2 separate regions of the Zea mays genome follow, and region 1 is linked to region 2. Evidence: chromatin contacts called from public Hi-C data. All regions are on one chromosome and are shown on one strand. The core of a region is the stretch at or near the end of the contact, and the rest is flanking DNA. Distances in the headings are between cores, read along the strand shown.

The links. A called contact is a pair of places that touch in the nucleus more often than the background predicts.
Region 1: a Hi-C map of bundle sheath shows a contact between it and region 2, with 4 times the contacts expected there. The contact joins the promoter of LOC103654171 here to the promoter of LOC100381400 in region 2. A contact is called at or near these places in 5 of 25 Hi-C or Micro-C datasets (bundle sheath, ear and leaf).

The regions. Positions count from the first base shown.
Region 1 is chr4:178,871,457-178,877,480 of Zm-B73-REFERENCE-NAM-5.0, forward strand. LOC103654171 (60S ribosomal protein L39-like) reads right to left here and starts at 1,373. Exons shown (of 3, transcript NM_001377485.1): 1 at 1,313-1,373; 2 at 1,116-1,219; 3 at 761-1,027. The coding sequence starts at 1,315. The coding sequence ends at 979.
Region 2 is chr4:178,691,728-178,698,315 of Zm-B73-REFERENCE-NAM-5.0, forward strand. LOC100381400 (beta-12-N-acetylglucosaminyltransferase II) reads right to left here and starts at 3,661. Exons shown (of 1, transcript NM_001174241.2): 1 at 2,178-3,661. The coding sequence starts at 3,633. The coding sequence ends at 2,293.

The sequences.
Region 1 (6,024 bases), core at 123-2,622, 180 kb after region 2:
CCCACAGATGACATATACAGAGTAAAAGCGAGTGCAACCAAGAAGCCTGACATCATACACCGACCATACAGATTAGTAAAAATGATCATCTCATCATCGCAACTGGCAACGCGGAAAAGGTTTCTAAAACAATATAGTGATCGATCATTGATAATAGAAATAACAGGTAATCCTATCCTACATCCTGAGATGTAGTGGCCCTGACCCCTGAGCAACACACGCAACGGCACAGACTAATGAGACAACAGTTCATTGCCTGCCCCATTTTTTGCGTCCGTCAGCCACGATGCCCCTGAACCTGAAATTCTTCTCTTCCCTGTTTCCGGGCACTGATGCCAGATGTTGGAAGATTTCAACGTCCTCTCAACCATAGAAGAGGATCATCTAAATACCAATAGGTTACCAACTTACCATCATGTACATAACCACTAGGTTTATCCTTCCAAGAACCACACAGATCTACTACAACATATGACTGAGTCAAGCAATGAGCTCATTACCAAACACAGGCATTCACTATTCATATACACAGAGCTCGTTAACCATCTACAAGTCAAACAATGTTAAAACCAACAATGCATGCACCACTGCAGACAAAAACTTACATGGGGCACCTGCGCTGACAATTTATTCTATGAAGGTATATGAATGGCTTATGTATTCATTTCATTCCAGCGTAGTCAAAGAGAGACACCACAATCCATGCATCGGAACTGACCCAGTGATCAAATCTAGGACTCAATCACTGCAACACTACACATAAAGTAAGGTAACAGAGGTTCTTTAATTTAGCATCGCAATGCAGCATGGAATCCTGAGTACAGCATAGTAGCATCAATCCTCTTAGCGTCATCAAAATCTTAACAAAAGCTTTCTGGAACTGTTTGCTAGCTTACAGAAACACAAGAGACATCGATAAAACCAAAGGAAAGGTAGAGACCCTAGAATTCCGACGCAGGAGCCGGCCGATCCGCGCGCTCAGAAGCCGAGCTTGGTGCGGCGCCAGTGCCTGCGCTTGGCGTTGTACCTGAAACAGCACAGTACGCAGCCGCTGGGTCAGCAACAGCCGGATCCAGATCACACGAGCGGGAGTTTAGTGAGGTCGAGGCCGTCACCTGATGGTGTTGTCCGTGCGCATGCGGATCCAGTAGGGGATGGGGCGGTTCTGGCGCATCTTCTTCGCCAGCTTCTTCTTGATCCGGAAGGTCTTGTGCGACGGCTGCGCGAACAGAGGAGCAGACCGGCAACCATGTCAGAGAAACAATGGGACCAAGGCGGCACAGTGCAACACCATGGAAAAGGCGGCAGTTACCATCGCTGCGGCGGAGACGACGAAGCGGCGGCGGCGGCGGCGCGAAAACCCTAGAAGCCTGAAGGCATGAAATGGCGGATAGTGAGGATTATATAGTGGAAGCGAGAGGCGCGGTGTTTGGGTTGGGCATGCTTGCCTCATGGGCTGGACCCCCGTGGGCCGAAGCTGGCCTGTTCCTGGGCAACGTAATAGGCCTTGTATTGCATAGAGCCCATTAGTTTGATGTAAGGGCAAACATATCTTGTGCTTTGGATAGTAGAAGATATTCTTATGATAACAGGCGCGACAGGGACGGATCCAGCGGTGGGGCGGGCGGGGCTCGAGCCCCCCCTACCGCTTCGGATCCCATGGAGCCTCACTATAGCCTCCTATAATCTAAAATATATACAATATAGTGTAAAATAAGTTTTTATACTACAGCAATTTAGTCCAGTCCCTCCTAAAGTTTTTTCTGGCTCCGTCCCTCGGCGCGTATATGGTGATTTTCTATTGAGCACCGAATCTACCAGCCAACAAGTACGACGATCTGGCCTTATGGCTCAAACAATTCGCTCCTCAGTCCGTGTGTCAACCTGGATAGTATAGGATTAGATTAGGTCGGGCTGAAGTCCTTATTCTTCACGGGATTATTCTAATAACTCACGAGGAACTGTTGGGTTTTTTTTAGGAACGGGTCCAGACTCCCTACATATACAAAGGGGTACGATCGATTAAATCAACCAACAATCGATCTATAAAGTAGTTTTTTACTTTTTTTTTCTTATGCATTAGATCTAGAAGTTGTTGTAGCCATAGTTTAACTATAGTTGTAGTTTCTAATCTTAATCTTTATCTTGCTTCGGCTCTATGTCATTTTTAATCTTCACCGTCCCACACCTCATGCTGGAATGTCTGTTGTGACCGGAATATGAAAGTCATATCGGAAGCCATATGACCACCGATTTGACACCATCCCATACCCGTAAGAGACTAGAATATTGGATTTCCAAAAGTTTTCTAGTGAGTGTGGGTAAAATCACACACAATCGCACATGCCAATTTCTAGCATAACTAGAAGAATTGGACCATAGAGAAGCTTTCTGTTTTCGCATATTTTCTTTGCCCCTTAGTAGTAACGCTTTTGCATGGCATATTGTCTTGCCTCCCAACTATATTAGCTCTTGGGGTGATTTAGAACATAATATATATGAGCATTTTCTCTCTCTAGGAATATGAGTTAGAATTAGTTGACTTAGCATCACTTTGGCATGAAAGAGATGAACCAGTTAGTGATTATGTTTAGAGATTTCGAGATATTAGAAACCGATATTTTCAGATCCATGTTACAGATAAACAATAGGGCAGGCTTTTAATGGATTGTGCTCGTACTTAAAAGGAAAATTAGACGACGACTAGTTCTTCTCGCTAATTCAAGTGCATCTTACATGATCTTACATGAGGAAAGAAGAAGATGTGAAGTGGCCAGTGCAAAAGGCCTCACACATCTGGCTGAACCCTTGGTAGAGCCTTAGGAAGATTTGAGTAGTTTGATTTTTTGATCCCCTTATGGATCTATATTTGTATGCCTGTTTCTGGCCTCCGTAAGGAGGACTGTAAACCTTTTGTTTTGTTTTGTTTTTCTATTTCTATGCTTAATATATAATGGAGCGCAGTTCTCCTGTGCGTTCGAGAAAAAAAAGACTTGTGAATTTCGTAGTAAAGAACCATCTAAAACATCTCTTCATAACAAGCACATGGTAGGATGCGATTAAAGTACCTCAGATGATGAGTCTAATGATACATATGCCACTGAACTTGTTCAGCCAGCTAAGGTCAAAACCTCCAACATGATTATCGATTCAAAAGAATTAGCAAGAATAAGTTAGATTTACTTTTAGTTTTGTCAAGTGCGATAAAACAATCGGTGAACCATTAAAGATTGACAATGTTAAAATAACTCGTACCATTTAATCTCTAGATAAATTAAAGAGAGAGATGCTTATTGTAAGTGGCAGAAATTCTTTTTCTTGTGCCACTAACTATTACAGTGATTTCTGTCGACAGGTGCAATCCGATATAAATAAAAGTCTGTAGAGCTTTCAAGAGATGCAACGATATAAAATCTGATTCCTATATGTACTGGATTTCGTTTGCAATGCACTTCACAAAAGGTACATATGGACAAAATAGCTTAGAACTGTGAGAGTACTACGTAGCTGTGGTAGTAGGAGACAGATATTCACCACTCACCAGGCATCCTACCATTGGGTCGTCAAGCTAAGATCAGGATTTTAATTAACTTTTGGTGCACGATTCCATTCCCATCGATCGGTTTGTTGGCGCCAGCCCTTTCTGCCAATTTGGCAGTTAAATAACAACCGTCATGGCATAGATCCTCCGTGCTACAAAGGCTCCAAGTCGTAGCCGCAATTCCCGGGGCCGTCCAAGTCCAGATCTCTCTGTCTCGCCAGCATACGGCTACGCAACAACCAAAGCCGGTCACGCACGGCTCGACACTAAACAACAAGAAGGAAACAGAAACGTCCCTCTCAAGCACAGCCCCAGACATCTCTCTCTCTCCGACCCAATCCAGCCCCCAAAGAGAGCAAGCAAACCGCGTCGTGGAGACTGGAGACTGAAGACCCCCGGCCGGATGAGCTAGATGCATGCATCAGGCAGGCACAGAGAAAGCTGCACCTGATGATGCAGGGTGCCAGGATCCTACGGGACATGGTCGGCATCCTACACACGAACGTCGCCGTCACGGACATGCAGCTTATTATCCCGTGGCCGCCACATGGGGGTTCCGGACGCTGTCCCGCGCGCGCGCTCTCGCCGGTCGTCGTCGCCGCCGGAAGTCCAGCCGTTCGGACACCACAGAGCCGCTGGACGATGCCGACGACGACCACCACCACCACCAGGCGGGATGGAGCTCCTCCGTTGATGAACCGACCGGGATTCGGCGAATACGTACCGACATGCATGCCACACATGCGTACGTGGCAGCAGCGCTAGCGGCTTCGTCGTCCGCTGAGCATTTCGCAGGAGTGATCCCCATGATTGACATCTCGTTCGCGCGCGTTCTAATTAAGCTGCATGCATCATGCATGCTGCCCGGCCAGTGCCCAGATACACTACACATGAGATAACAGGTCGCGATCGATCACCCGATCACGGCCACATGGGCGTTCTACGTGCTGTCTGCCATGATCCATGGCGCCTAGCTGCCACCTGCCATGCTTGCTTTGCACTTTAATTTCATCTCATCTCATCTCGTCAGCAAGCTAGCCGTCGGCGCTGGATAAGGCAAGGCAAGCCGCAAGGCATATGCATGCAGGTTTCATCGCGAATTAATTGCACCAGGATCTAGATATAGGGCCCCCCTGTGATCTTCATGGCTGATTGTTTGCCTGTACATGTTAACAATAGCAAAGACTCTATTAGCACATACTAGCAAGGTCAATTAACTGATGGACAAATGATTTGCTAACTCTCTTGTTAACAATTAGCTAATTTATTAGTCACCTCGTTTGCAACCTAATATATGCTAAAGCCGGCAAATTATTTACCGGATGGACGGTAGCAGTTTCTCTTGCATTGGTTGGGTGCGCCGATCAGCTGGGATGAGCTTCTTCAGCTCGCTCGTTAAGTCGCCTCTGGAATGGAATACAGCGGGAAAAAAGCACCACCGCGGAAGAAAACAAAAGCAACAATATACGGCAGGGAGGGTTTGACTGGCATATCATTTTTTCTCTCCTGAAAATATAAATCCAAGTGCTGGCCACGTACAGTACGGGGTTGCTGTCGAGTTGAACGAGCTCATGGCATCCTAAGACGATCTTGTCCCAATCATTGCGTGTCACCCTGTGTCAAAATACGATCCCACGAAATGCGGATCGCGGGCGAGGGCTAATGACTGCGTTTGGCCGGCCGCGCAAAAAAACATCGCAAATCCGGCTCCTGCAAACTACTAGTACGTGCTAGTACTTAGCAACAACTGCTAGGCAATGATGTGCAAAACTATCTTGAAAACCGTCCTTGTACCGAGCTCACGCTTGGACAAACATTGCATGAGAGCTAGTTTGATGGCATGGAAATGGAGGGTATCTTTGAAAAGAATTCTCTTGCTATTAAAAATTGAATAGTAAGAGGTTATTACCTCATTATCTCTTTCACCTATATGATCATCAAATCAGCTCTAAAGGCTTGTTTGAAAGCAAGGGTAATAGAGGAGATTGAGAGGGCTCAAATCATTTACTATTCAATTTCGAATAATAAGTGATTTAGACATCTCAATCCCTTACATTACCCTTGGTCCCAAACGAGGGGTAACGAGACAAAAATCCCATCAAGAATGGTCTCATCACACCGTTTTCAATGCTGCAGCTTCAACAAGAGTAAAATAAAATTAAGGACCTGTTTAGGAACATAGTATTTCCTTAGTTCCAAGGCAATACTGTGTTATTTGAATTTTGAGCATACCATTGTATTTTAGACCAAAAAGTGTTTGAGAGCGCACCTAAAAAATTGTATTTTTAAATCATGATTTTACCAATACCATAGTATTTTTGGGGTCAATTTTTTTTGGTGTGGACAAAGTTTTTTTATTCTTGCACACAACTAATGTCTTTTCTTCTCGTACACCGCAACTAAAATAATAAGATATTGTGTCTTCAAACAGGTGTTGAATTGAATTGATGTAAAATATACCATAATTATGTCATGACATACAA
Region 2 (6,588 bases), core at 2,411-4,910:
GACAAGAGAAGCAGTAGGAGCCTCATAGTATAGAGAGGGAAAAGCCATTTATATGTTACTATACACCTCCTTTTATAGTACGAGAAAGAAGAAAGTTACACCAATATATGGACATGGGCCCTACATGAAGATACATGACTACTTCTTTGTTGTCATTTTTGTTGTAACGTACACAGAGTATGATTTTGGCGTGCTGTTGTGGCCAATGTTGCACGCCACCGTCGCGGTTATGGTTCTTTACACCGTCAAGTATGGCATAATTCATAGCAATTAGAGGTGCACATATTTCACAGTGTTTACAGGCACACCTATGGCATGATGCACAATAACAATGATGTTTTTTGACTCTTACGTTATCTCACACAATAAATGTGCAAGACGAGAGCCTTATCTCAATAACCCAACACCACGTGCAATCAATCTAGTATATGATACATGTGGTGTCCGAGTCGGGCCACTCATGAGAGAGCCATGGGGCTATGTAAGGCTCACGATTCAAAGAGCCCTAGACATTTTTTGCCTCTCGGACGCAAGCTCCGCGATTGACAGACTAGTGTCGGTCTAGGCACTCTGTGGGGTCGCGCAAGGGGACTGATAGTTTAGTCTAACAGGTGCCCCAAGACATGAGCAGCCAGAAGCTTATGTTTGCGCAAGGATGTGATCTTGACAACTTAGCTTAGAGGATACCTCGTATAAACGATCCAAAGTCGAGCCTCTCTCTGGCCAGGGCCAAGGGAGGTCTCCTGGCCATGGGGCGCTAGATAAGAGCTTGTTCATTTTGCTCTTAATCCATATAGTTTGGGTGAAATTGAGTTTATTTATTTAAATCCTAAATAAGCCAAAACCTTCCATATTTTTTTCAATCTCATCTAATCCACATGAAATAGGAATAAAAGGCCTAGAGTGGTTGTTCCGCTATAGATCCCGAAGGTTTCATGTGCCGAGATCCTTGAATGTGTCTTTAAGTCACTCTTAACAGCAGTCGAGAGCATGTTCTTTATCGGTAGGGTGCACGTTAAGAAAGCACAAGTAATCATAACTGACAAAATCATCGTAGAAAAAAGTGCATGAGATGGGACATGGGTCTTTTCGGGTCATCGCTTGAGAGGTGGGCTTCCACAGAAAAAAGTGCATGGGATGGTAACGCATCAGCTGCCCTGAGCCTGAGAGCAAGATAATAATATAAGGTTGAGTGTTCCAGATATCTTGGTGTGTCGCGTGGTGTAGTGGGTGCCGGACCCCACTCGTCAGCGTACATGTCTGTCTGTTTCTGCAGGAGCACTCAACCATTTTGTAATCCTTGTCATTTCGAGGAGATGAGCAGGCTGCTCAAACTCAGGGCTACTCCAACAAAAGCGCCAGCCCAAGCTAAGCGAAACCCATCTTATTTCAAAGCCTTTCTGATAGTTTTGTTCATGAAAACATGTACGTATCCTATCAGAACACCATGTCGGCGGCCTGACCAATTAATTCTGCGCAAACTAACTCATTCAGAAAAAGAAGAAAGCTGGTTTATCACAGTTTCATTGTGGCACCAAGCCCTATAAATTCAGACAATGTGCTTCATGGATTCTATCACTGAAACTTATTAGAAAACTTTAGTATTATTCTTGGCAGCAACAGGTGAGTATAAACATATATGCTAACTACAGTTAATAAATACTGTTAGGCAAGTGTAGCAAACTGCAACACACGGAAGCTCCATGTTTTTGTTGGCCAATAATCATCTTTGTACTTCGCCCAACACTTGCTACCTGAAAATGCTCAGGTATCAAGGACAAGGGTACAAAGGTTCATGTATGAAATCAAGGAGCCAGAACACAAGATCACAAGAACTTGCAAGAAGCAAAATATCACATGAAGGAGCATGTGACCAAATAAAATCATATGGAGAACAATGGAGTTCAGAAAATGGTAGCAAAACTTACAGAGTGACTTACACGACTGAAATGAGAAGAAATTGATTAGGGATCTTCTAACTGTACTCCAGCATTAAACACCTGGATAAATTAATACCTCAAGCAAACATAATGTGGCAGATTCTTAGCCATATGTCCTGCAAACAAACATTATTCATATCATTGAGCTGAAGTAAATGGTACTGTTTAGGAAGGCTGATCCCAAATCTAGCACCAATGTCTATCAACCAAAAACACTAACCACTCTAGAAAAACTTTGACGATGGGCAACTACAGTAGCTATTTATAGCACAAACCGTGTATGGATCAAAGGGCACATGCCAAACAATATTACAACAGCGGCTCTACTTATGCCAAAAAACCGTGTGCCTAGTTACGATGACGATGGATCTTTAACATGGTACATGTATGCAAAACTCAAACATAGCTCACGATCACGCCGGTCACCCCAACCACCCCATCCTTTGAAACCAGCTTGATACCCCTCCTGCCTCTGAATGACGCGGACTGGCCAATCAGCTTTGATATTAGGGACCTTATCGGCATCCTCCAATTCCACAGCTCCTGAACCATTATCCACGCAGACATTGCTCGAACCCTGGCCTTGGTGCAGACCGCATTTGCCGAAATGCGCAGCGCTTCTCCTAGATCCCCTGAGACTGTAAACAGGAGCTCCGAACGACGGGTACACCGTCGCCCACATGGTTATATCCCAATTGTACTCGTCAAACGCGCAAAACTGCTTAGCCTTGGCATGGATCTTCCTCCACACTGTTCTATTGAAGGCATAGCCAATGTTACCCATCTTCTCGGCAACCAAGCTCTCCCAACCTTCGCCTCTCGACTTGACATCGGACGGGGCCAAATTGATAGCGTAGCACTGGGGGCACTTCTTCGGCTTCAAATCCACAAGCAGCTGAGCATTCCGGTACGCATTGGGGAAGATGTAGTGGTCCTCCTCGATGAAGAGGATGTGTCCATCGAAGTCCCTGGTCTCCTCCATCCCATCCCACACGGTGTTCATCATCCACCACCAGTGGTGCTTGAGGGACACGATTCTGGGAGCTCGGTGGTTGCCGTACTGGTCCGGGTCGCCCTGGCACCCCTTCTCCTTGGCCCTGTCCTTGCTCTGGCAGTCCCCGGGGCTGGCGCCGGGGAAGGCGTCAGGGAAGAGGTGCGGCGAGTAGGGCGCGAAGACCTGCTTCACCTGGCAGAAGCCGATGCCCTGCACGATCCTGTCCATCTCCGGGAAGTAGCCGTCGTGGCTGACGATGAGCAGCGCCTCGCCGATGCCCTCGACGCGGGAGAGGCTATCGACGACGAGGCGGAGGTAGCGGGGCCGGTTGTGCACGTAGAGCACGACCTTGAGGTGGCCCACGGGGAGGGTCGGGAAGCGGTCCCTGTTGCGGGGCGGCAACGCGTTGCGCGCGGAGAGGGAGAGCGACAGCTGGCTCTGCCGCGGCAGCCGCGGCGTGAAGGCCGGGTCGAGCAGGATCTTGCGTTGCGCCACGCTTTGGTTGGTGCTGGCAAGGGAGGAGGGGGAGGCGGTGGCGGTGGCAGAGCCGGCCCGGCGCGCGGGCGCGGGGAGGCCCGTGCGGCTGCGGAGGAGCTCGGTGACGGCGACGACGGCGAGGACGACGACGATGAGGAGCGGCGCAGCGCGCGAGCGGAGGCGGGCGCGGTGGTGGGGGTGGTAGGAGGAGGGGGAAGGCATGGCAAAGAACGATAGAAGCCCCTGACCTGCGGCCGCGGTGGGTGGTAGCCGGATCTCGCGCCGCCGGCGGAGGAGTTTGTTGGCTGCTGGTGCTGGAGGGAGGGTAGGCTCGTCCCGCGAGGAGACCGCGTCCGCGTCAGGAATTCACGACCAGACGGAGCTGCCGAGCTGGGGAAACCAAAGCAGCAGATTTTTCTTGGCGTGCAGGTGCAGCCAGCCGCCGCGACTGTTGCCTACTGCCCTGCTTTTTTTTTTTTGCAGTGGTACTCTGTTTACTGTTCCGCTTTAACGAGTTTCCATGTTTTCCGTTTTAACGACTTTTCTGTATGAGCAGATCACCGCAACTCAGATTTTGAACTTCTTTTTGGATAAGAGTTGGAACTATCCTCTCCCTTCCATTATCACTGATAACTGATGTTCTAAACTTCAAAATTTTATCCGAAAATAACCGACGATTTCAAGCGAAGACATGGATTCGTTGTAGTAGTAGGGATCATTGTAATTAACGAGGCACCTCTAAGAGTCTCGGTCATCTCAACTCATTATCTTTTCTCTTTATCAAAACTAGAGCATCTTGATCAAAACCTTATACTTGTCTCTTTCAGTACCCATCTATTTTTAATACAACTTTTTTCTATTAATGTGGACATCTCAAAAAAAAATATAGTGTCATCATCTTTCCTAATTGGTCGATATCGACGAACTTGATCACGTCACGAGCACACGTTGAGGGAAGAGCCTCGTGCTAGAGAGGGGAGCCATTGTGAAGGGATTTCAATGGAGGTCACGATAAGCTCCGACCTAGGTCGATGAGAGATGTAGGGTACGGGGTACCTCGTGTTCGAGGGCAAATGTGACGGTGGCGGCTGGGATTGTAAAGAATGTGGGTGCTACTTGAAATCGATGAGATGGTAAAGAATGTGGGTGCTACTTGAAATCGATCGAGGGATGAAGATGCGTGATTTAGGATTTTGGTGGCACAGTTGGGGAGGCGACACTAAAAGTGTGGGGAAAGTGAAAATAAGAGGTCGATAAATGGGCGTGGGAGCTAGATTATTGGCCTTCCTTGCTTAAAGTGAGGATAAGGGTCTAGTAGGTAGTGTCATTGGAGATGCTCTCATATCATCTTTATGAAGAGTTTTATAACACAATTATCAAGATTACTGCATCGACTTTTGTACTAGTAATGGTGACAATGTTTTATCTATACAAACTTTACGGAACTCTTTTCGAATACCCATTATGTTAACGTTTATTTGTCTTGGGAACTATCACACCCATCACCTGTAATATATCTATAAAAATCTATCCTAAAACATCATTAATTTGATACTATTGGCACCTTTATGGACCAAATACTAACGATCACTAGGTCACCCTCGTAGTGAGTTCGTTTAGGATGATTCCTAGGTTTTGCCCACGGAGGGTCGAGACCTTGGGGGAGCGAGAAAGTAAATAAGATGTAAGACAAATAACACTATTTCGAATGGATCTTGAAAGGAAAACCTTGGAACCGAGGGGATGATTATTTGATGTACCTAAGATGGTTATCCTAAAGGCGGGACACCACCTCTATAATTGTCGGCGTTTCGACCCCGGGGGGTCCCTGGACCGACGAGTAAATTGTCGCCGCGTGTCCCAGCCCAGATGGGTCGACGCGAGACGGAGCACGAAGGGGGGAAGAAACAGGCAAAGGGGAAACTCGCGGCCTTCGTGTTGCCCTGCGCCCAGATCGGGTGCGCTTGCAGTAGGGGGGTTACAATCGTCCGCGAGGGAGAGTGAGAGAGAGACCGTCCGCCAACCCGTTCTCCCGCGCGGCCAACCTTCTCGTACGAGAGCCTTGGACCTTCCTTTTATAGGCGTAAGGAGAGGGCCAAGGTGTACAATGGGGGGTGTAGCAGTGTGCTAACGTGTCTAGCAGAGAGGAGCTAGAGCCCTAAGTACATGTCGTCGTGGCAGCTGGAGAGGTTTTGGCGCCCTGTTCATGTGATGTCGTGGCCGTCGGAGGAGTGCTTGAGCCTTGTGGAAGTACAGCTGTCGGGGCTGTCGGATCCTTGCTGACGTCTCTTTGCTTCCGTAAGGGGCTGAGAGCCACCGTCGTCATGGCGCACGCGGGGCGCCATCATTACTTGTTTACCGGGGCGAGCCAGATGGGACACCGGTCTTGTTCCCCGTAGCCTGAGCTAGCTAGGGGTAGGGTAATGATGGCCTTCCCTGTGACGTGGCGGGTCTGAGCATGAGGTCGGGCGAGGCGGAGTTTGTCTTCCGATGTCGAGGCTGAGTCCGAGCCCTGGGGTCGGGCGAGGCGGAGACCGTCTTCCGAGGCCGAGGCTGAGTCCGAGCCCTGGGGTCGGGCGAGGCGGAGTCCGTCTTCCGAGGCTGAATCCGAGCCCTAGGGTCGGGCGAGGCGGAGTTCGTCTTCCGAGGCCGAGGCTGAGTCCGAGCCCTGGGGTCGGGCGAGGCGGAGTCCGTCTTACGGGGTCGAGGCTGAGTCCGAGCCCTAGGGTCGGGCGAGGCGGAGTCCGTCTTCCGGGGTCGAGGCTGAGCCCAAGCCCTGGGTCGGGAGAGGCAGAGCTTCCCATGGCACCCGAGGATGGACTTAGCTGCTGTCAGCCTCACTCTGTCGAGTGGCACAGCAGTCGGAGTGGGGCAGGCGGCGCTGTTTTCCTGTCAGGTCGGTCAGTGGAGCGGCGAAGTGACTGCGGTCACTTCGGCTCTGTCGACTGAGGAGCGTGCGTTAGGATAAGGTGTCAGTCGATCCTTGCATTAAATGCTTCTGCGATACGGTCGGTTGGCGTGGCGATCTGGCCAAGGTTGCTTCTACGCGAAGACTGGGCCTCGGGCGAGCCGAAGGTGTGTCCGTCGCTTGAGGGGGCCCTCGGGCGAGACGTGAATCCTCCGGGGTCGGCTGCTGATAGTCGCCTAGAGGGGGGGTGAATAGGGCGAAACTGAAAT